Regions from separate parts of the Mus musculus genome. Here regions 1, 3, 4, 5 and 6 are each linked to region 2. Evidence: chromatin contacts called from public HiChIP or PLAC-seq and promoter capture Hi-C data. All regions are on one chromosome and are shown on one strand. The core of a region is the stretch at or near the end of the contact, and the rest is flanking DNA. Distances in the headings are between cores, read along the strand shown. Region 1 holds the start of Grwd1 (glutamate-rich WD repeat containing 1). Region 2 holds the start of Pnkp (polynucleotide kinase 3'- phosphatase). Region 3 holds the start of Gys1 (glycogen synthase 1, muscle). Region 4 holds the start of Lin7b (lin-7 homolog B (C. elegans)). Region 5 holds the start of Hsd17b14 (hydroxysteroid (17-beta) dehydrogenase 14). Region 6 holds the start of Dhdh (dihydrodiol dehydrogenase (dimeric)).

Evidence for each region. Promoter capture Hi-C pulls out the DNA fragments that hold promoters and counts their contacts. HiChIP or PLAC-seq counts read pairs in DNA pulled down with a chosen protein or histone mark. Capture Hi-C pulls out chosen DNA fragments and counts their contacts.
Region 1: a promoter capture Hi-C map of liver shows a contact between it and region 2, with 3 times the contacts expected there. The contact joins the promoter of Grwd1 here to the promoter of Pnkp in region 2. A contact is called at or near these places in 5 of 39 promoter capture datasets (embryonic stem cells, hematopoietic stem and progenitor cells, liver and 1 more), 1 of 484 Hi-C or Micro-C datasets (CD8 T cells), 3 of 115 datasets of contacts at active chromatin or transcription factors (bone marrow-derived macrophages, double positive thymocytes and memory CD8 T cells) and 2 of 9 other capture datasets (adipose tissue and macrophages).
Region 3: a contact with region 2 is called in a promoter capture Hi-C map of erythroid cells, with 5 times the contacts expected there. The contact joins the promoter of Gys1 here to the promoter of Pnkp in region 2. A contact is called at or near these places in 3 of 39 promoter capture datasets (the C10 cell line, erythroid cells and pre-B cells), 1 of 484 Hi-C or Micro-C datasets (cardiomyocytes), 8 of 115 datasets of contacts at active chromatin or transcription factors (bone marrow-derived dendritic cells, bone marrow-derived macrophages, cardiomyocytes and 5 more) and 2 of 9 other capture datasets (liver and pancreatic islet).
Region 4: a promoter capture Hi-C map of pre-B cells shows a contact between it and region 2, with 3 times the contacts expected there. The contact joins the promoter of Lin7b here to the promoter of Pnkp in region 2. A contact is called at or near these places in 5 of 39 promoter capture datasets (cranial neural crest, erythroid cells, liver and 1 more), 1 of 484 Hi-C or Micro-C datasets (regulatory T cells), 3 of 115 datasets of contacts at active chromatin or transcription factors (bone marrow-derived macrophages, double positive thymocytes and pancreatic cancer cells) and 1 of 9 other capture datasets (liver).
Region 5: an H3K4me3 HiChIP or PLAC-seq map of bone marrow-derived macrophages shows a contact between it and region 2, with 6 times the contacts expected there. The contact joins the promoter of Hsd17b14 here to the promoter of Pnkp in region 2. A contact is called at or near these places in 4 of 39 promoter capture datasets (erythroid cells, liver and pre-B cells) and 3 of 115 datasets of contacts at active chromatin or transcription factors (bone marrow-derived macrophages, memory CD8 T cells and pancreatic cancer cells).
Region 6: a contact with region 2 is called in a promoter capture Hi-C map of adipose tissue. The contact joins the promoter of Dhdh here to the promoter of Pnkp in region 2. A contact is called at or near these places in 2 of 39 promoter capture datasets (fetal liver and pre-B cells) and 2 of 9 other capture datasets (adipose tissue and liver).

What each region holds. Positions count from the first base shown.
Region 1 is chr7:45,829,215-45,832,730 of GRCm38.p6, forward strand. Grwd1 (glutamate-rich WD repeat containing 1) reads right to left here and starts at 1,575. Exons shown (of 7, transcript NM_153419.2): 1 at 1,381-1,575; 2 at 1,078-1,195; 3 at 768-930. The coding sequence starts at 1,567. It overlaps Grin2d (glutamate receptor, ionotropic, NMDA2D (epsilon 4)), which reads right to left. Exons shown (of 12, transcript NM_008172.2): 12 at 3,269-3,516.
Region 2 is chr7:44,855,533-44,858,824 of GRCm38.p6, forward strand. Pnkp (polynucleotide kinase 3'- phosphatase) reads left to right here and starts at 1,614. Exons shown (of 16, transcript NM_021549.3): 1 at 1,614-2,022; 2 at 2,631-2,677; 3 at 2,921-3,217. The coding sequence starts at 1,872.
Region 3 is chr7:45,433,163-45,436,453 of GRCm38.p6, forward strand. Gys1 (glycogen synthase 1, muscle) reads left to right here and starts at 1,677. Exons shown (of 16, transcript NM_030678.3): 1 at 1,677-2,008. The coding sequence starts at 1,891. Ruvbl2 (RuvB-like protein 2) reads right to left here and starts at 1,302. Exons shown (of 15, transcript NM_011304.3): 1 at 1,090-1,302. The coding sequence starts at 1,101.
Region 4 is chr7:45,369,007-45,372,681 of GRCm38.p6, forward strand. Lin7b (lin-7 homolog B (C. elegans)) reads right to left here and starts at 1,558. Exons shown (of 6, transcript NM_011698.1): 1 at 1,516-1,558; 2 at 1,121-1,239; 3 at 909-980; 4 at 135-344. The coding sequence starts at 1,552.
Region 5 is chr7:45,552,617-45,556,326 of GRCm38.p6, forward strand. It overlaps Hsd17b14 (hydroxysteroid (17-beta) dehydrogenase 14), which reads left to right and starts at 2,312. Exons shown (of 9, transcript NM_025330.3): 1 at 2,312-2,450; 2 at 3,439-3,477; 3 at 3,697-3,710. The coding sequence starts at 2,363. Plekha4 (pleckstrin homology domain containing, family A (phosphoinositide binding specific) member 4) reads left to right here. Exons shown (of 20, transcript NM_001381849.1): 18 at 629-678; 19 at 953-1,065; 20 at 1,149-1,613. The coding sequence ends at 1,411.
Region 6 is chr7:45,487,004-45,490,296 of GRCm38.p6, forward strand. It overlaps Dhdh (dihydrodiol dehydrogenase (dimeric)), which reads right to left and starts at 1,802. Exons shown (of 7, transcript NM_027903.4): 1 at 1,671-1,802; 2 at 1,057-1,168. The coding sequence starts at 1,760. It also overlaps a transcript of Tulp2 not described here.

The DNA of each region.
Region 1 (3,516 bases), core at 325-2,824, 970 kb after region 2:
TGTCCCCGCTTAGTCTATTCTGCTCCACACACAGTCGCCTCTCCAGTTTCCCCTGAGATTCTGAATCATGTGTGCCAGGTGCACCCCAGGGTCTTGGCACTTTCGTTTTTCTTCTCTGCAAATCTGTTTCCACAAACACCCCAGCCCTGACACTTGCTGCAGGTCTCTAGTCCAAGAACACCGACTTACCCAGTCCTCCTCAAATTCACCATTTACAAAAAACAACTCTACCCTAGGAACACCCTTATACTACCACACTCAGCATCTTGTAACAAACTACAAGCTTTCTCTTGTTCCCTTTCCCACTAGTATGTTATGTTCATGGGCCCAGAGCTTTCTGTCTACAGGCTAAACCTTCTGGGAATAATGTAACAGATACAGGTCCAACAGAGACAGGTCCAGCTACGGGTTGGCTTTTGCTCTACATGCTCCTTGTATACCGTCTCCCTTTTTTGCTCATCTACCTGATCATAAAGTGCTCTATTTATTGAACTTGAGGTGAGCGCTCTACCACTAAGCTGCCTTTGAACTCATTCTATCCTGCCTCAGTTCCTAAGCAACAGCTCAGTAACACCCTTGCGTTTCACCACAATCAGGAGCTGTTTCAGCCTTTATTATCTGTTTATCAGCTCATAGAGTGAAAATGTCTGAAAATGAGGGGGGAGGGAGAGAAGCTGAGGGGCTGGAGGAGGTACTGAGAGACATTTGGATCTAGGGGGAGGGGTGTGCTGCAGAGAATCCTTAACAAGCCCCTGGAAAGACTGTACCCGAACTCGGTTGATGCCACCGTAGTGAGGAACCATGGCCAGTTCCAGCTGAGGTTTCTGCTCCTCCTCATCCTCTTCATCTTCATCTTCCTCATCGTCATCACTGCCCTCTGAGGGTGACGGCCTGGTGCCATGGAGATTGTGCATCCGAAGCATCATCAGTCTGGGGAAGCAAATACGGGTTAGAAACTGAGTGCCGGGATGTTGAAGGAGGAGGGAGGCTGGGGTCCCAGACTTTTAGGTCTGGCATTAGCAGAGAGCCCTAATGCGTGGGGCCTTGTGGATGTCTTGCAAAGGTCCTGGGTCTCACCTATTGCTCTGGGCGCTCTCCGCCTGGGTTCCCGCACACAGGTAAAGACTGAGAGGGAGCTCTGTCCGGTTGTCGCCCAAGTGATCTCGAACTATGTCAAAGCTGAGACAAGGGGCGCCTAGGGATGGGCGGGGAGATTAGAGTTGCTGAGTAGGAACGAGAGACTGGGAACTCGGCCTCCACCTCCTCCAAAGGCCGGCAGTCTGCAGGGTCACAATCCTCAGACTCCAGACCCTTCGTCCCCCAGACCCCAAGACAGGCCTTTCATTTCCCTGGACCCGAGAGTCAGGTCCCTCTGCCTACCAGTTTGCGCACGATGGTACAGCACGTAGGCCTCTTCATCCATTACCAGCTCCTCTCCCTCGCTCAGTGGCGGCCCTCTGCCGGGCAGGTAGACCTGGGATGGGCCTTCGGTTCCTGGGTCGCAGGTTTCAGCCTCCATGGGTTCTCCGGTTTCACACGTGCGACTCCGGCCCTTGCGCGCCGCCATCTTCGAACCTTCTTGCCCCGGACGCGAAGTGAGAGCGTCACTTCCGGGTTTCACCTCCCACAGTCTAAGACCCGTCCCACTGTACTGTTACCTTGGAAACCTGTGAACCAGCCAGAAGAAGGTAATGCGCAGAGAGATGGCCGCCACAAAGTAACCGCGTCCTGGCTCAGTGAGAAGACTTATATTAGGAGCAATTTTGTCTTTCGTGTGACCTTGGGGAATTCTTCCGCGCAGCAATGGCAAGACCTTCTGGGAGTTGTAGTTCTACAGAAGTCCTCGGCTTCAGAGCCCTCTCCATCTTCCACCTTTCATTCCCAGGGTTGTCTTTCCATTTAGTTAATTATTCATGTATGTAAACGAGCACTTACTGGCAAGGAGACTGGGCTTCTGTTCCCCGAGGACCTTTAAGGCCGATTTCTTCTCCTCTCCTTGTTATGATGGTTTTAAATTATTTCAAAATGCTTTAGGGTAGACAGGCTGGACATTATGTATAAGTTAGTGGATTGGATCTATCCTCCAGGGGCAGACCATTTCCCAACCAGGCATTCCCAGGGCAGCTCTGGTCAGCAGGCACTTAATCAGAAAGTCTCTCTTGAGGCTGCTGCTACAACTGAGTCAGCTCTCTTTATCTACCCATGTACACCCGAGTTTTGGTTAATTGGAGTAATGAAATATTGGAAACAGATCCTCACTGGTGAGATTAAGGAGATTCAAGGCGTGGGTTGGCCACTCTCCATTTGCATAAAATAACCCATCAAATCATTCTTGCCAGTAGCAAGGAGTAGGTCTCTAGATTTGGTCCTAATTTGTGCATCCCTTTTTGTATCTCTACTCTTGGGGGTGTTGTCTCTGCCCTGTCACCTCTCCACCCCTCTCCCCTGGACTCTTGCCGCTTCCTGGGGTTGACTGTGCTTTCCCCAATCTCCTGTTTTCTAGGACTGGGGACTGAACTCAGGGTGTTATGAATATTACAACACCCTGCCTCCGCTACACCACCAGCCCAGTTTCTGTTGTCTGACTGTCCTCCCTAAGGACTCAGTTCTCAGTTTCCATTTTTCTCCAGAGAAGTTGAAGGGACAGACACAGAACTCAGGCTTGGACTGAGGAGGCGTAAAAACATGGTTTTATTCCAAACACTGCAGTGTAGGAGCGGGAGAGGGGAGGAAAGGTCAGGTGTGGGCTCCCAGACCCTCCTCTCAGCCCAGCCTCAGACCCTGCTGAAATCTGGGAAAGGAGACCTGGGGGTGGAGTGTCTGCTGGATTATCACTGAAGGGTCACAAATAAGGGCTGGACTTGAAGATGTGATTGGTGGCATCTGGGGTGGTAGGTGAGTGGGGGGAGACAGGTAAAGGTAGGACTTTCGTGGAGGAGAGGTCATAGGTCAGAGCCAACAAGGATCTAAAAGGGAGGGGTCATTGAGGTCTGACATGAAGGGTCACAGTCTGGTCGGGGCACAGTCTGGGGTCAGATGATCATTTTAGGTGTTGGAAGTCACAGTCTGGGGTCAGGGGTTTCTGTGTGGCGGGGCCAAGGTCTGGAGTCACAGTTTGGCATACGCGTCTCACAGTTTTGAGTCCTGATGAATGAAAGGTTAAAAACAGGCTCCCCTAGAGGTGTGTCTGGGGCTAGGGAGCTGCACAGTGATGTGAGGGCCATGGCCCGGAGCGTAGGGGTGGGGCGCGGCGTGACCCCCCCACACCTCCCGCCAATCAGGTGACGTTAAAAAGCCCTTTTCGGGTTTAAAAAAGAGTCGGTGGGCTCCAAGAACCCCGCCCCCTTGCTCTCAGGATGGGTGAGATTTGGGCGACCGAGTCCCCTCTGGCTCATAGTTCCCCCAAGGCAAGGGGGTGGGGCGCAGGACGCTGCTCCAGGCGAGGTCCAGCCAGGTCCGTTTCTGTCCTTCCCAACCCATGAGGGTCTTGTCCACTTAGCGCGTCCCCTCGGGTCG
Region 2 (3,292 bases), core at 364-2,863:
AGGGAATCTCCATTTCCCAACATCCAAAGATGAGAAAGGGGGCTAGAGGGGCTAGAGGACTGTCACCTTCACACTATTAATATTAATATGGATTGCCTCCCTTTTGTTACTTTGCTTTTTGGGATGATTTCACTTTGTAGCCCAGCCTTTCTCTTCAGTTTTTGTGCTGGGATTTCCAATCTGCCCCATCATACCGAGCTTTAGCGTATTTGTCCCAGAATTAGAAGCGATTTTCCCACTTTATTGCAAAGGGACCGGCATCATAGAAGCAAAGGAAGAGTGTATAGTGATGCTATGCGCTTCAAATGCTAAGGACAAGCTGGTTTGTTTCCGCTGCTACGCAGAGGAATGATGAAGGCGCACATCTGTCATTCCATCAGCAGGGAGATGGGTTTAAGGAGGCACAGGTGTTCACGTCAGTCTAGACTTTTTGAGACCATGCCTCAAAGAACAAAAAAAACCGTGAGCAGTGGCGCACACCTCTAATTCTAGCACTTGGGAGACAGGAGCAGGTGAATCCCCTGGTATCAAAAAGTAAAACAACCCATCAATGGCCAAGTGTGATGGCATTTTCTTCCTTCCTCTCCCCCCCCCCAGCTTTTAGAGCGTGTTTTTCAAGATAGGGTTTCTCTGTGTAGCCCTGGTTGTCCTGGAGCCCTTCTGAAGACCAAGCTGTCACTAAACTGAGATCTGCCTGCCTCTGCCTCCACTTCCCCAGTTTTAGAATGAAAGACGTGCGCTGCCAACCTGTCTGTAGAGCTCTATTTTAATACTAATATTTGGAAGACAGACAGATCCCGAAATTTGAGCCCAGTTTGGGTGTATGGTGGATTAACATACACGCCAAAAAAAAAAAAAAAAAAAAAACTTGTCTGGGCTGAAAGATAACTGCAGCCGGACTTTTTGATTTCGCTCATAGAAGGGGAGGCAAGGTCATGGGACCCTGACCTTAGTACCCAGCTGTTCCTCACAAGCAACTATATGCAATTTTGCCCTAGTTGCCTGTGGTTTGGGGAGGGGCTAGAGGATACTGGTGAGGGGGAAGGGAAGGGAAGGGCTCTGTCTGTGCAGTATGAAATGAGGCTTCATTTCTGCTAGATGAAAACTGCCCCGTGTGTTTTTTTGCAGGTAGCAACACAACCACCACCACCTATGCTCTGCAAGCCCAATATAGTCGGCTTCCCCAGAATGCTCTGTGGTGGAATCATATTTCAGGTTATATATACTTCAGGCCTTTGGAGAAGGGTAGGCATTTTTTAGGTCTTCCCCAGGAGAGCAACTTCCTCTTTATTTTATTTTTGCGGTGGGGGCAGAATCTTACTATGTAGACCAGGCTGGGCTCTGCCTGCCTCTGCCTCCCAAGTACTAGGATTAATATTAAACTCATGTGCCACCATGCCTAGGAAAGAATTTTAACAAGGCTACATCCTGAGAACCTGTCTCACTAAAACATACATACATACATACATACATACATACATACATACAAGAAAATCAAAACAAAAACAAGTAACTCTAGCGTAGGGATCAAGTGACTATGGATGCGAGTGACCCCTATCCGCTCTGGCTCAGAGCGCCTCAAGCGAGTCAGGACTGCGCATGCGCCGTGGGAGGAGCCAAATTTTCGAACAGTCTTTCCCATAGCATAGATGAGCTTTGGAATGAATTCAGAAGTGACTCTACCTATATGCAATCCTCACTGCGCATTGGAACCGTTGTGGTAGCTTGGGAAACGTCGAACCCGCCCATGGGCAAGGGGCGGAATTTCCGGTGTGGCTCGCATTGGGAAAGCAGAACTTCCGGTGGCGGGTGGGTTGCCGGCTGCTGAGCAAGCTCCACTGTGATTCTGTTCCCCTTCACAGCATCCGAGGATGTCACAGCTTGGATCCCGGGGCCGCCTGTGGCTGCAGAGCCCCACCGGTGGGCCGCCCCCTATATTCCTGCCGTCGGATGGCCAAGCCCTGGTCCTCGGTCGGGGACCCCTGACCCAAGTGACGGACCGGAAGTGCTCCCGAAACCAAGGTGGGCACGGGAATGGAACTGCTGCAGAGTGGGATTGGAAGGAAGCAGGGGAGCCTATGCCTAGCCAGAAGCAAGACGAGGCATTATGGGAGGGACAGAGAGGATCTGGGAGATTGTCACCGGAGGGGAGAAGGACAACAGAGAGACGGTCGCTGGGCAGGCTACATCAGGCGGTGATGCATCAAGCCATGCCCAAGACCTCGGTCTACCCCATGTATCTCATGGGACAAAGCAGACCCTACAGATAAAAAAAATACCTGTTCTGGACAAGTCCGTGTCTCTAGCAATCCTAGGGACTCCGAAGTACCTGTTATTATTGAGGAATAAACTGGCTCGGGGGGGGGGGGGGGGGGCAGACACCCCTGTCATCCAGAGAATTGGGTGGTAGAGGCATGAGAATCAGTTCAAGCCCAGCCGCTAGTATGTAGCGAGTTCAAGGCTATCCTGGGCTACCTGTGTTGGGGGATTGAGGAAGGAAGGGAGAAAGTGCCTCTCTTACTTAAGTCCTAGGGAGAAAGTGCCTCTCTTACTTAAGTCCTAGTAGTAGACTGTAGTTGGCCACGCCCCTGTACGTGATGTAAACCCTGACTCCACCCCCTTACCCTCAGTGGAGCTGATTGCAGACCCTGAAAGCCGGACAGTGGCAGTGAAACAGGTACCAGTGTCTTGGCAGCGGGTAGCAAGGACTTGGGAGAGGGGCCGGGTAGATGACAACCCTTCAGAAGGCTGGTCAGCTTTCCGCTTTAACACCGTGCCAGACTAGAAGCCACTAACCTTTCAAAGTTCTGACTGGCCACACGAAGTGAATAGGTGGGAAGATTAAAAATTGATTGGGAGCTAAGGTATTGGATTTGGTGGGGCGGGGTGGTGCCAACCCTAGCTCCTCCTTTGTCTGCAGCTGGGTGTTAACCCGTCAACTGTTGGGGTCCAGGAGTTGAAGCCAGGACTGTCTGGCTCTCTAAGCTTGGGGGATGTCCTTTATCTGGTTAATGGCCTATATCCCCTGACCCTGCGTTGGGAAGAGCTCAGCACATCAGGATCCCAGCCAGATGCTCCACCAGACACTCCTGGGGATCCGGAGGAGGGAGAGGATACTGAGCCTCAGAAAAAGCGAGTTCGGAAATCCTCTCTTGGCTGGGAGAGCTTAAAGAAGTTACTGGTGTTCACAGCGTCTGGGGTGAAGCCCCAGGGCAAGGTGAGGCCGCCACCCCTGCTGCCACCCAGGCTAGCCAGTTAATGTAAAGTTTCCTGTGCAGCCCTGAGCTAGTCT
Region 3 (3,291 bases), core at 427-2,926, 580 kb after region 2:
AGGTGAGGTTCTGAAAAATACAGTCTCTGGACAAGACCCCATGCTCTGAACCCAGACTCTATTTCTCTTCCTCACTGTCACACTCCTGGCTTCGGACACACTTTCCTGTGACCTGTGCTCTCAAGCACACAACACAACTTCCCACTTACTAATCTTCCCCAGAAGACCAGGGTACCAGTCTCAGACCTCGCAGGACACTGGGATGAGACTTTGGAACTGGTCACTGACTACATCAAGAGGCAGACGAAGTTTCCAGAACGCATTGTGGGATGAACCACGACTCTGTCACTCCAGGCTCTGGCTAGTCACTCATTCACAGAGAAATCTGAGTGTCTACATGACTCTTCCATCAGACCCAGGATTCTTTCTGTTGTTGTTTCTCTGTGTAACCCTTGGCTGTCCTGGAACTGGCTCTGTAGACCAGGCTATCCTCAGACTCACAGAGATCCACCTGCCTCTGCCTCCCAAGTGCAGGCTTTCACTACCATGCCTGACATCTAGGATTCTGAATACATTGTTGCCTTCTCTACTAGCTTCTAAAGCCACAATGAAGCTCCTTCCTCAGTGGTCAATACACTTCCTCCACATCCAGGAGTCCAGGTCCAGCCCTCTTCTATTAGGCCCAGGCACCCTCCCTAGCCCTCCTCCTCCTCCAAACCAGGCCTCATCCACTGTGATCGTCCCTCCGATCTAGGGATTCAGGCTCTAGCCTGCCTACCTCAAACACAAAGGTGCACACACCAGCCTGCTTCCCTCAGACCCTGGTATCCTCTCCTCCCAACACTTCCCACAGATCCATGTGTCCTCCCAAGCCCTCCTTGGCGACTTCCTCAGCCCCCTTCCGTCAGATTCATGCATTCTCCTCTGCTCTCTTCCTTTAGACACATGCATTCTCCTCTGTATCCATTGCTCAGACTCGGTGTCCTCAGCATCCTCCCTCTGACTCGGGAGTACTCCCCAGACCTCCTCCGTCAAACCAGGCATCTTCCTTATCACTCCTCCCTCAGATACAAGAGTCCTCTCCAGCTCCCTCCTTCAGACTCTCTAAGAAGGGTCATTGTCGGTCCTCCACATGCACCCAACACTTACCACGGTTGCCATGATGCACACCAACCGCCAATGCCTCAGCGGAAACGGAAATCGGCTAGGAGCGCGGTCTTTATCCTCTCTAGGCTCCCGGTCATCCAGTCATCTCTATGGCCCATAAGATATATAAAATTCCTGTAGGGGGCGTACACTAGGCCGCGCCCAGCCCGCGAGGCTAAATTGGAAAGCCGGTGTTCTGAATCCCGGGTGGGTTCCTGACGTCTCTTGCTCCTCCTCCTCTTACCTAGCCTCCTCCCCCCTCCTTCCCCCCCGCCCTGCAACTGCTAAGTCCGATTGCAAAATTCTGAGCACATTTTGTAGCAACCACACGTCCTCCACGATCCCTTCCCTCTCTGTCCAACCTTCCTCACCAAATTGGGCCTACAGCTGAGATTGACAGCTCTGTTCACCAATCACTTCCATGCTGCGTAGAAACAAGCCCCGCCCCCGCAGCTCCCCAGGAGCCTCTGGCCAAGGAAACTGGATTCTATCCGCCAATAAGTAGACGCAATAGCCCCCGCCCCCCAGCCGCCGACCAATCGTGCTAGACCAGCAGGGTGGGCAGTGCCTCCTGGCGGCCACGAGGCTTCACTGCAGCTGCCCGCCCGATTCAGTGTCTCAGCTCACCCTACCTGAGTCGGAGCGCTCTGGGGCGGGGGTGCGGTCGTGCAATAGGAAGCGGAGCGCCTTGCAAGCTTCCCCTGGGACACCCGCTAACTCTACCGGTCACCAAGTCTGCTGCGTTCCCAGCCGATCTCTCTGGTTTCCAGTTTTGGTGCTCGAAGTCCCCTGCCCGCAGTAGCCATGCCTCTCAGCCGCAGTCTCTCTGTGTCCTCGCTTCCAGGATTGGAAGACTGGGAGGATGAATTCGACCCCGAGAACGCAGTGCTTTTCGAGGTGGCCTGGGAGGTGGCCAACAAGGGTGAGAACGTCAGCGTTGGTCCCTTGACCAAGAAGGGCAGGCGAGGATGGGGCCCCGAAACTCCGTTTCAGACGGGAAAAGAGTTACGTGGAGGAGTCTTGGGTCCTGGGAAAAGCGCCTGTGACTTCTGTGTCCTTGTGAAGGGGCTGGAGTAGGCGTCCTAGGCCCTGGGGGGAAGGGACAAGAGACTACTCTTAAGATGGAAGGAGGCTTCAGGTTCTGCAATCTAGGGAAGAGGGCACTCAGAGAAAGATTCCTGGGTCTTGAAGGGAGGTTTTCGAGGGCCGAGAGACCTGAGATCTAAAAGTGGAAGGAGTTAGTGCATCTAAGCCCAAGGAACACTGGAGCTTTTGGGTCTGTGGTCCAGAGGACGTGACTGTGGAGTTGGGGTGTTCCTAAAGGTTGGGATTCATGGATTTTTCAGGGGGCATAGCGGACCTGAACCAGTGTAAAGCCAAGAGGGGCTTGGAGACTCAAATTCTTAGATACAAGGTGGGAAAGAGTTGGGAACTTGAATGTCGAGTTTGAAGGAGCCCAGGGCCTAAGTCCTGGCTTCCTATGTAGTGAGGTGCCTCCCTCCCTGTGGACTGGGAAAGCTGGAAGTCCTAAGTTGGTCAGGAGCTGGGCCCTAGGATGGGAGGAACCCACCCACAGTATGTATGGGAGATCACTAGCTTCTCGCTCATGAGAAGGCTGGGCTGGGAATCCCAGCAGCTGGGCCTTGTGGATCTGAACATTTCCTTTTCTGGATCCTGGGGAGAAAGAGACTAGGTCTCTCAGCATGTTGGGAGATGGCAGACTCAATGCTGTGTACTACCAGGGTACCAGTTTCAGGTGAGAAGGCTGAGGACCCAGATTCCTAAATCTGAGGTGGGGTCACAGGAGGAGCAGGGCCCAGCAGTCCCTGTGTCCCAGCCCAGGGCTAGCATCGTTAGGGGCCCTGAAGGTGTGGAATAATAAGTCAAGCTTCCCTCAGGTAACTGGGTAGCTGGATAGGGCCATGTACCATTTTTCCCACTGCATCTGAAAGTCAAGAGCTTTAGAGCCTTCCTGCTCCTAATTCTCTAAGAATTAGGAGACTAAAGAGTGCTTCCTGTGTCATGACCAGGAGTCTAACTGGAGCCTGCTCCTCCCTCAGCATCCTGATTTCAGTCCCCTCTCTCCATAAACTCAAGAGGGCTATCCTCAGGTTTGCTTTTCCACGACCCCTACCCTCCAGTCCCAACCTCCCCTGATTCCCAATTATAGGTTCCTGCCCATTTTCTACCCCAATACTACCCACA
Region 4 (3,675 bases), core at 308-2,807, 510 kb after region 2:
TCCTAGCTAGGCTCTCTGAAGTCCTTGAGGGTCAGCAGTGTACCCCACAGTGCTGTCTCCAAAGGCTGTGTTCCCTGTGTAGAGGGAATGTGACCGTCCAGGGCTGCCTTACGGACACTACCAACCCCACTCACCACACCATTCACAGACAGCAGCTGGTCTCCCCTCTTGAGGCCACCATGGCGATCAGCCACGCCCCCAGGGATGACTCGAGAGATATAGATGGGTGAGTTCTGCTCCTTGCCACCCATGATGTTGAAGCCCAAACCCTCATCAGTCTTCGGTAGTTCCACGACCCTGGGATGTGCGTGGCCCTCACTGGCCGTGAAAGCAGCCACTGTGGCCTGGAAGAGAGAAGACGCCTCAATGAGAGAGACCCTCTTTGAGACATGGGCACTCCAGCCAGCGTAGCCGCAAAGATCAAGTAGGGGAACCCTGACACAGCTCAACAGGAGGCTACCCTATACTGACTCCGACCTGTGAGAACCCTTGCTTTCTTCCGAAAGTCAGGGAGAAGGGCATCCTTAGTACTTAACACCTGCCAATCTTGTTCTCAGACAAATGGAAACAAGTGCCCCCCCCACCTCGGGGGTGGGGTGGGGTGATAGGGATCAGGTGTAAATCTTGAGTCTGCAGGCAGTAATAAGTAATAAGCACTGCAGTTTGGAAAGGTGTCCCTGTTCACAACATCCAACAGGATTGCCTTTTAGGGTCATCTTACCGACAGGAAAGTGAGGCCAGTTTCCAAGCCTGTTGCTAGAGAGAATCTCATGTGCATTCAAGTTAAAAATGTGCAGTTATTTAAAGGGCATTATAAATAAATCTTCATAGGGTGGCACAGAGATGCGCTGATGTGAAGGAGGGCACTGCTTTCGTGGTCACCCAGAGCTACCGGAGCAGGAGCTTACCTTAGCTGTGGCATGAGCCCGCACCTCGGCGCTGCCAGTGATGTCCAGCGTGTCATAGAGCTGTTCATACACCTGGGAAGTCGGGGACACGGCAACGTCAGAGAGCTGCCAGTCCACAGCCCTGGACACCGGTGTCCTCGTCCGCTCGCCCGTCGCCGACCCCGCCGCAGAGTGCAAGGAAACTACAACTTATACAGAACCAAGATGCTCACCTCGCGGATGGCGGAGCAGAAGCGACTCTGCAGGACCCGCTGCAGGGCCTGCAGCTTCTGCGGGGGCAGCTCTCCGCTGCGCTGCAGCCGCTCCAGCAGCTCCACAGCCCGGGACACGTCTGCAGAAAGCGGCAGGGACCGCGAGAGCATACGCCGGCAGCAAGAAGGGCAATCGAGGTCAGACTGGAAGCGATCCACGTGCCTCGCGGGTCGCGGGGACCCCAACCCTGGGCGAGGTGTTGGTGGGGCGCTCCGCCCCAGACCCTCCCACGCCCTCAGACTGCAGGCCGCGCCCCGCCCACCCTAACTAGGTCCGCCCCCCAACCCCCGCATCTGCAAAGCCTGTCGCAACCCAACGGAGCCCAGAGCCCGGACTGGACCCTCGGAGCGCTTACCCCGCTCCAGCCCCAGCGGCTCCACCAGTGCAGCCATATCGCCTCTAATGCAAGCCACCCGCCCAGGCGCCAGCGAGGAGGTGCAATGCGAGGCCCCGCCCACCAGGTGCTGGCAAGGAGGTGGTGCATGAGGCCCTGCCCACACGGCAACCAACAGTTTCAGAGGGCCTGCCCTCACACTGACAGGAGGCGGTGCTGCGCAGGGTCCCGCCCACTCCGGAACTCTAGAGACCTTCCCCCTCTGGGTGTCTCGCTCCTACATCACTATCTGCTGCCCATCATAGGTCTATCCTAGCCGCGATCTTGTTACTCCGTTGGTGTGTCTGCCTTGCTCTTTACAGTATGTCTGTGCTTTTCTGGTAACTTCCCCTCATTTCTACAGAGGGGCGTGGGTTCTCAGGACTCCAGGGGCCTATAGAAGAGGATCGCTGTGACTTGGAAGACAGAAACACCTAACAAGAGCCTATTTCAAGAAAGCAGAAAAATAAAAGCTGAAGGGGTAACTCAGTCGAAGAGTGCTAACCTTGCAGGCTGAGATTCTAGGTCCTGCACCCTGCAGAGCATAAATCATACCTGTAATCCCAGCATTCAGAAGTGGAGGCAGGGTGATCGGAACAGTGCCCAAGGTCACCCTCAGTTACACTGAAGTCTTGTGGCTAGCCAAGTCTACGTAAGACTGACAAAACATACACACAGAGCCCGGTGGTCCACGTCTTTAATCTCAGCACTTCCAAGGTCAGTGATTTCCATAGTGAGACCCTGTCTAGACTAACCTAGACTCACACACTGAAAGAGAGGGGGGGGAGGGGAGGGGAGGGGAGAGAGGAGGAGAGGAGAGAGAAACTTGAATAAGACCTTTATAGTTTAGAGATGCTTGGAAGATAAAGTCAACAAGTTGTATGACCTGGGTCACCCCAGCAGCCACCCAGAGAGTAGCCAAGAGGCTAGGCAGTGGTGACGGCAAAACAGTGGTCTTGTGTTATAATTTGCATTTGGATCTGTGTCTCCATATAAACCCCTGAGAGTGTACAAGATGGTCAAATACCTATCTGAAGATCTCCAGGGAGACTGGATTTCAGAAGGGGCAGAAGGGCAGATAAGGCCCTGGAGACTGGTCCACTAACGTGGAGTGCTGCCTGTTTGGGTGAGAGGTGGAGTGGGGAGCACTGAGGTGGACAGGTTCTCATGGTGACTGTGTGGACTGCTTGCAGATATTCTCGATGTGGGGAGCCTGTAGTTAGGCTGGTGATGTGGCTCAGCAGAGCACTTGCCTAGCAAATCGAAAGCCTTGGGTTCCACCTGCAGCACTGTATAACCCTGGTGCTCGGCTGGAATCCTACGCTGTGGGGGCAGTAAGATCATTAGTTGGTGGCGAACTTAGGTTACAGGAGATGCTGGATGGGGGAGGGGGGGACCAAAAGCAAGCAAACAAACCGAATGACCACTTAATTTTTTTTTAAGATTTATTTATTATTATACATAAGTACACTGTAGCAGTCTTCAGATGCACCAGCAGAGAGCATCAGATCTCATTAGGCATGGTTGTGAGCCAACCATGTGGTTGCTGGGATTTGAACTCAGGACCTTAGGAAGAACAGTCGGTGTTCTTAACCATTGAGCCATCTCTCCAGCTCCCCCGAATGACCACTTAAGCCTGTGATGTCTGAACAGAGCCTGGGAGCTAGAAGATGCTGCTGGCTGTCTCAGCATTTTGGGTACAGGTGATAAACCTCAGGGGACAAGATGCAGGAGCAAGGAAACAAAGAAGAGAGGAGGCTGGGTGGAAGCTTGGGTGGGAGGTGTGAGGAGCTGGCTGGTTTAGAGGGAAGTCAGTGACATGGGGTGCTGTTGTTGATTGGTGGGTCACAGAACTCTGGTTTAGCTGGGTGGGATGTGGTGTCAGAAAACGGTATGTTCAAGGCCCAAGAGAGCAGGTTTCTCTGGCTTCTTAACCATAGTCCTCTCACTAGCAGCTGTGTCAATGACTAAAAGCACTAGTCAGTGTGCCTTTCAAAACTATGCATTTCATCAGATACCCCGATGGCCTTGACCTTGGAGTAACCCTCCTCTTCAGCCTTCCAAGAGCTGGGATTTAAGCACCATGCTCAGTTCAAAAACAGCAACCCAAACCTCAGGCATTTGCTTGGGTCCACAAGGTGA
Region 5 (3,710 bases), core at 1,062-3,561, 700 kb after region 2:
CAGCTGAGGAGATGGAGGCGGGAGGATCAGGAGCTCAGCGTCATTTAACCTATATAATGAGTCAGAAGGCAATCTAAGTTTCCCAAGAACCTGGCTGGGAAAGGTGGGGGCACCCAGGGAGATGCTCAGTGGTTGGCTTGGTAGCTTCAGAACCCATGTGTAAAGCCTTGGCTGGCAGTGCATGTCTGTGATCCCCTTGGCACTAAGACGGGAAATGGAAAATCGTGGATCCCCAGAAGCTCTGGGGTCAGCCAGTCAGCCCAACATGCTGAGGTTCCAGGCTGATGGGAGATCTTATCCCAACCAAGAACAGAGGATCAGAGGAGGGGACTCCTCTGGTCCTCTCATCTTCCTAGTATCTGCATGTAGGTCGGTGGGAAGACAGGACCGAGGAGAAGGAGAAGGGGATGGGGAGGGTGTCAAAGAAGGAGGGAGAGAAAACAGGGGCTTCAATGGCAAAATTCTATTCCTCCCCCCAGCCCTTTTCTTTCTTTTGTCCCCTTCCCTCTCCTCTTTTCCCCATCCCGCTTTCCTCTCTTCTTTCCATCTGGACACAAGTCCACCAGGCTGGCCTTGAACTTGTGACCACTCTCCACAACAAGAATTGTAACCAATACTTCCTTTCCAGCCTATTGTTGGAGCTGCGAAATGGCTCAGGAGTTCTGGGTCCTGGAGTAGGTATGGCTCTAGTGTGGGGAGTGGCAATGGGGGAGGGGCAGAGGCAGTGGTGTTATCATAGCCAGGAAGCCCCTCATGCCTGGTCAGTAATAGCAGAGCTCCTGTGGCCTGTATCAGACCCAGCGGTTCCTACTGTAATGGTGACCTCACTGCTGGTCTACTGGTAATAAATGCAGAGAGCCTGAGCTTAAAGTCCTCTAGATAGATACCCGCTAGGAAGAACTCCCAGCGAGCCCCAGTGGCCTGTGTGACACCCGTGGCTTATTTTCTGTAGTCCCAGGCACTCTGCAACCTGCTCACCAGTACCTGGAGGCCACCGGGAGCGAGTGCTCAGCCTCTCCCAGGCTCTAGCTACAGAGGCTTCCCAGTGGCACAGGCTGATGGCAGGTGAGGCGCCCAGGCTCTGAGGGAGGAAGCCTGGAAGTGTGGATGTCACGTGATTAAGTTAACACTGCTCCTTATCCCTTTAGCCTCTCCAGGCAGAAATTTGGATACCAGGGGAGACTGTCTCCAGCCAAGCCCACAGCCTCCCAGTGAAGAACTGCCCCAGGTCACCTCGTCCCCAGCTCCTCACAAGGCTACTTCTGCTACCACAGGGTTCTCATGCCAAGGCAGCCGGAGAGGCCTGGCCCCATGGGAGGCCAGGTGGGACCCTGGGAAGGCCCCTCCAGCTCTGACCCAGGAAGAGGGGGCATGGCCCTTCAGAGTCACTCTGCTGCAGTCCAGCTTTTGACTCCCATCTTTATACTGAGCCCTACAAGCTGGAAGCACAACTTTGAGGTGTGGGACCATTCAGGACCACAGGGGAGAGGTTCATTCCAGCATGTATTCTAGGAGGGCCAGGGCCGCTATGGTCAAAGATTGATTTTCCCAACACTGTCCAAAATTGGATGAAAACTTTGAACTATTAGTCAATAAATAGCTTTTATTCTCTCTGTGGTTGTGACATTGTGTTCTGACAAACAAGGGTAAGGGCCCAATCTGCAGTGGTGGCACACGCCTTTTATCCCAGCACTTGGGAGGCAGAGACAGGTGGATTTCTGAGTTTGAGGCTAGCCTGATCTACAGAGTGAGTTCCAGGACAGCCAGGGCTATACAGAGAAACCCTGTCTCGAAAAACAAACAAACAAACAAACAATATGGGTCTGAGGGAGGAGGCTGGAGCCTGAATCAAGCCAGAAGAAGTAGCCCTGGTCTTACAAGTCAAAGGAAAAAAAAAAAAAAAAGAAAAAAAGCCGGGTGTAGTGGCGCACGCCTTTAATCCCAGCCCTTGGGAGGCAAAGGCAGGCGGATTTCTGAGTTCCAGGCCAGCCTGGTCTACAAAGTGAGTTCCAAGACAGCCAGGGCTATACAGAGAAACCCTGTCTCGAAAAACCAAACCAAACCAAACCAAAACAAAACAAAAAAAACAAGTCAAAGGGAGCAAGGCTGAAGTCAGTCTGAGGAGGCAGAGCTGGGGTGAGGGTCCCTGAGTCTGAAGGAGGACTGTCAGTTTGGGTACCCTGGGACTGAAAAAGAAGGGCTAGGAAGGAGAGTCCTCAGTTCTCCCAGGTGTGCCTTCCTAGAAACACCCCCTCCCAAGGTCAGCCTTCAGTGACCCAGCCTGTATATCTGGTTCCACCCCACTGCTTCTCTGGACTGTGGAGGTGGGAAGAGGTCCAGAGGGCGTGGGATACAGCTGGGGATGGCTGCAGTAACCCGATATTCTGGGAAGGTGGTGGTGGTGACTGGAGGCAGCCGGGGCATCGGGGCTGCGATCGTGAGAGCCTTCGGTGAGTAAGGGTCTTCCCGCCTGCTGTCTGAATTGTTGTAGGAGAGAAAGGATGACTGACAGAGGTTCCCAGAGTGGGAGGAGGAGACTCAGGTTCATTTCTGTAATGATTTATTTGTTCTTAAATGATTTGTTTATTTTTATTTTCCTCTGCATTGTTGTTGAATCTGGCTGAGAGTATTAGATCCCTTGGAACTGGAGTTACAAACAGTTGTGAGCTGCCATATGGGCACTGGGAAATGAACCTGGGTCCTTTGGAATAGCAGCCAGTGCTCTTAACTGCTGAGCCATCTCTCCAGTCCCTCAGTCCATTTGGATTGTTGGGTCTTTGCTGATAGGTTGGTCATTAAAAACTCTTCCTTGGGCTGGAGAGATGGCTCAGCGGTTAAGAGCACTGACTGCTCTTCTGAAGGTCCTGAGTTCAATTCCCGGCAACCACATGATGGCTCACAACCATCTGTAATGAGATCTGGCATTTCTGGAGTGTCTGAAGACAGCTACAGTGTACTTACATATAATAAATAAATAAATCTTAAAAAAAAAAAAAAGTTCTTCCACTGGCCTGGCAGTGGTGGCATATACCTTTAATCCCAGCACTTGGGAGGCAGAGGCAGGCGAATCTCTTGAATTTTAGGCCAGCCTGATCTACAGAGTGAGCTCAGAACAGCCAGGACCATACAGAGCAACTCTGTCTCAAAAATATAAAAATAAAAAAAAAAATCTTCCCTGGATCGGTTCCTAGCTGCAAATGATAGCTTTGAGAGTATTATTGCCTATCGGTTTGGGATTTTTCTAGAATCCAGGATGGGGGCCAACAGCAGCTTAATGAAAAAGGTTATTTGTTGCAAGATTCTGCTCTTGTAAGAGGACTGAAGCCAGTCACAAGAGCCGCTGGAGTGGCAGGTGCTCTGGGTGGTGGCCAGCAGAGGGCACCAGAGATGGTGAGGAAAGTCTGCAGGGCTTGTAACCTTGTTCTCTTCTTTTGGCAGTGGACAGTGGGGCTCAAGTGGTTTTCTGTGACAAGGATGGTGAGTGATTCAGTGTTCGATTCTCCCTTGCCTCCTCCATCGAAAGGGATCCGCGCCTAGCTCTCCTCCCTTGAACCCAGCTCTGCTTCCTCGGACCCAGGAATTCAAGTCCTGGCTTTCTTCCCTCCCATCCAGGGCTCTTCCCTAGCCCTCTACCCTCAGACTCTGGTGTCCAAGCCTCAGCTCTCCTTCCTCAGACCCAAAATCTTTCTCCTGCAGAGGCTGGGGGCCGG
Region 6 (3,293 bases), core at 552-3,051, 630 kb after region 2:
GTTCTCATTGAGGGGAGACTACCAAGCTTTTGTGTAGTGACAATTTGGAAATTTTGGTTTCTTTAAAAAAAAAACAGAAACATAAGAATATGTTTTCGTTTCAGTCCCAGCTGTGGGATATGGACTGTCCACAGCAGCTGACTATGATTTGCCTTGTGCCCTAGCAGAGGTGTGGTTTGGCCAGCTGCAGAGAGTTTCTGCGATTGTGTGACTTTTGGAATTCTGGCGACTTTTCAGAGGTCTATAAATGCTAGAGTCCCAGAGGTGGATTGTTGGTCAGGGCTTGTGAAGGAGTTATGTACAAAGAAGAAACAAGGAGAAATTAGATATTCTGACAGGGAAGATCAAACTTGCCCATAATCAGCAGTCTCCGATTAACATCCCCCCAAACTCCCTTTCTGACCCCTGGCTTTACTCAGGGGTCTCCTTTCTTCCCTCTCTTTTCTTCTTATGTAGTGTTAGGGGGTTGAAAGGGTGGAAGAACCCACAAAGTAGCAAAAGACAGTTACACTTTTGGGAGGCTGAGGCAGGAGGACAGCCAATTGGAGGCTATGTGTGAGGTCTATCTCAAAAGCCCAAGTGGCCAAGCATGCTTGCCTACACCTTTAATCCCAGTGCTTACAAACTGGAAGCCAAGGCAGGTGGATCTCTGAGAATCTGAAGCCAGCCTGGTCTACATAATAAAGTTTCAGGCCAGCCAGGGCTATACAGTGAGTGAGACCGTCTCTCAAAATAAAATAAAAGTGTGGGATTCAGCTCGGCGGAGCTTTTGCCTAATGTGTGAGAGGCCTTGGGTTCCATATCCAGTATCGCAAAATAAACAAGTAAATAAATTCTTACCAGATTTTCTAGCCTTGGGAGAAACTTAAAACTTAGCCTTGGCTAAGCACAGATTAATATTGTTCAGCCAGTCTCGGGTCACGTGTAAGCCTATTAACTGTCTCCTAACCAGGCCGAGCCTGAGCCTTTCCAAAGACCACCCCTGCAGCCCAGTGCATCTGTAGGCAAGAAGCAGTGCCTAGCTCTGCCCCCACCTCCCTGGTCCAGGCCACTCACCCACGTTTGGGTCCTTGGCCAGTTCCTCATAAGAGCCATAGGCCTTGGGGATGTTGAATTTCTGTGCGAACTCCTCGGCCCGGTTCAGGTCCCTCGCAGCTACCGCTACCACCTAGCGTGGGATTCAAAGGGTTGAGATGTGGAAGACAAAGTAGACGAGCTATGGAGGAGGCTGCAGTGGGGAGCATCTAGCCTCCTCCAAGATGGCTAGGGAAGGTATTACTGGTGGGGAGGGGAAGCAGATTGGGGGGGGGGGCAGACTTAGGCTGTGCTTGGTACATGGCAAGACTGAATAGAGAGGAAAGGGGAGTCTGTAAGCAAGCCCAGGATCCTCCCCGACTGCCCCATGGCTTCGCCTCCCAGCAGCTGATACCTACCCCCTGCAAACCGCGAGCCCCTCAGACTGGGGCGCATAGGAGGTGTGAGCTGAAAACAAATCTCTTATGGCCTTGGGGACCAGAAGGGTCCCCTTCTCTTCTCAGAGTCACTGCCTTAGACCTAGGGACTCTCCTCCCTCACACTCGGGGCTCCCTCGTTCCTCGGACTAGGGACTCTTTCTTAGACCCTCGGCTCCACTCCTCCCTCGGACCCAGTGTCTTCCAAGGGACGTGCACCTGGTGCTCCGAGGAAGGCAGTGAGCTCAGCACGGTGGTAAAGTCGTTGGCAATTAAGCCAGCCGACACGATGCCCCAGCGCAGCGCCATTTTGCACGTCTTCTGCCTGCGGGGGCCGGAGGCGGGGCCAACGCCACCCCGCGCTGCAAGCCGCCCGCTTCCCTTTGACCCTCAGGACACGACCTCAGGACGTGAAACCGCAATCTCTCCACCCGTCTCCTCCTTCCCCTCCTCCCTGCGCCCGCCCTTCTCCCTCCCTCCTTCTCCTTCTCCTTCTTCTCAGTGCCTAACTCTTGCCCAAGCTGGCCTGCAATTCACAATATATATATATAGCCAAGGCTGCTTGCTGACCATAAACTCAAGGCAATCCTCCTGCCTCAGCTCCTTGAGTGCAGCAATACAGGCATACACCACCGTGCCTGTCTTTCAAGTTGCCTTTTTACTTTTTATTTTGAGATGGGGATTTGCTATTGTTATCAATTAGTCTGTGGGGCCCGGGCGTGGTGGCGCACGCCTTTGATCCCAGCACTCTGGAGGCAGAAGCCGGCGAATTTCTGAGTTCGAGGCCAGCCTGGTCTACAGAGTGAGTTCCAGGACTGCCAGGGCTACACAGAGAAACCCTATCTCGAAAAAAAAGCCAATAAAATAAAATAAAATAAAATAGTCTGTGGTCTCAAGAAAATGACCACAGGATCCAAAGTATTTCTGACAAAGCAAACGTTTTACTTCTGGAGAGGACCCAAGTTCTGTCCACTTGGCAGCTCGAAACCATCTTCCAGGATATCCAGTGCCGCCTTCTGTCCTCTGAGGGCACCAGGCATGCACATGGTGGGCATGCATGCATACAGACAAAACTCTTCAACGCATAAAATAAATTAGGAAGGAAGGAAGGAAGAAAAAGAAAATATGGAGGAGGAGGATTCCTTGGAACCAGAGTTGCAGGTGGCTGTGAGCCGTTCATTATATAGATGCTGGGAAGAACAGTAGATGCTCTTAACCTGAGCCCTCTCTCCACCCCCCAGATTATGTCTTTACAAGTCTCTTTAATGATGGAACTTGATTTATCTCACTTGCCGTCGAGAGGGGAAAGAATGTGCACCTTACTGATAATAGCTCCTCTTCACTTACAGCCCAGTTTCATTCTCTCTCGTCTGATCCACTGAACACTGACTGACTGTGCCCAGGTGTTCACAAGTCTCCTATTTAGTAAGGCATAGGAGGCTAATCAGTTATTGTGCTTAACTGATTGAACTAAGTGGCGGCGAGGCAACAGGGACTTTCAGCACTGGAGCGAGGGAAGCCAGGGCTGAGGTCACCTTCTCCTCCCATCTTCACGTAAGCCTTTGCCAGGAAAGACCGTTCCCTGTCACAGGCGCCACAGGTACACGTGCTTAAGATAGCAATCCTCCTGCCTCAGCTTCCCAAGCAGCTCGTACGGACAGGCCTGGATCACAGGCCTCAGAGCTGGTCCTGTGTCCTGTGACCCCTGGAGTTAGGGACAGAGTTGTCTTCCATGTCCTTCTGTTTCTTCTTGGCTTAGCCCTGGACCTCTCTGGGGGTCACTTTTCTGTTCTGGAGACTGAAGTCCCCACAGTTTCTACTTAGAAGAAAGTCTTAAGAGGA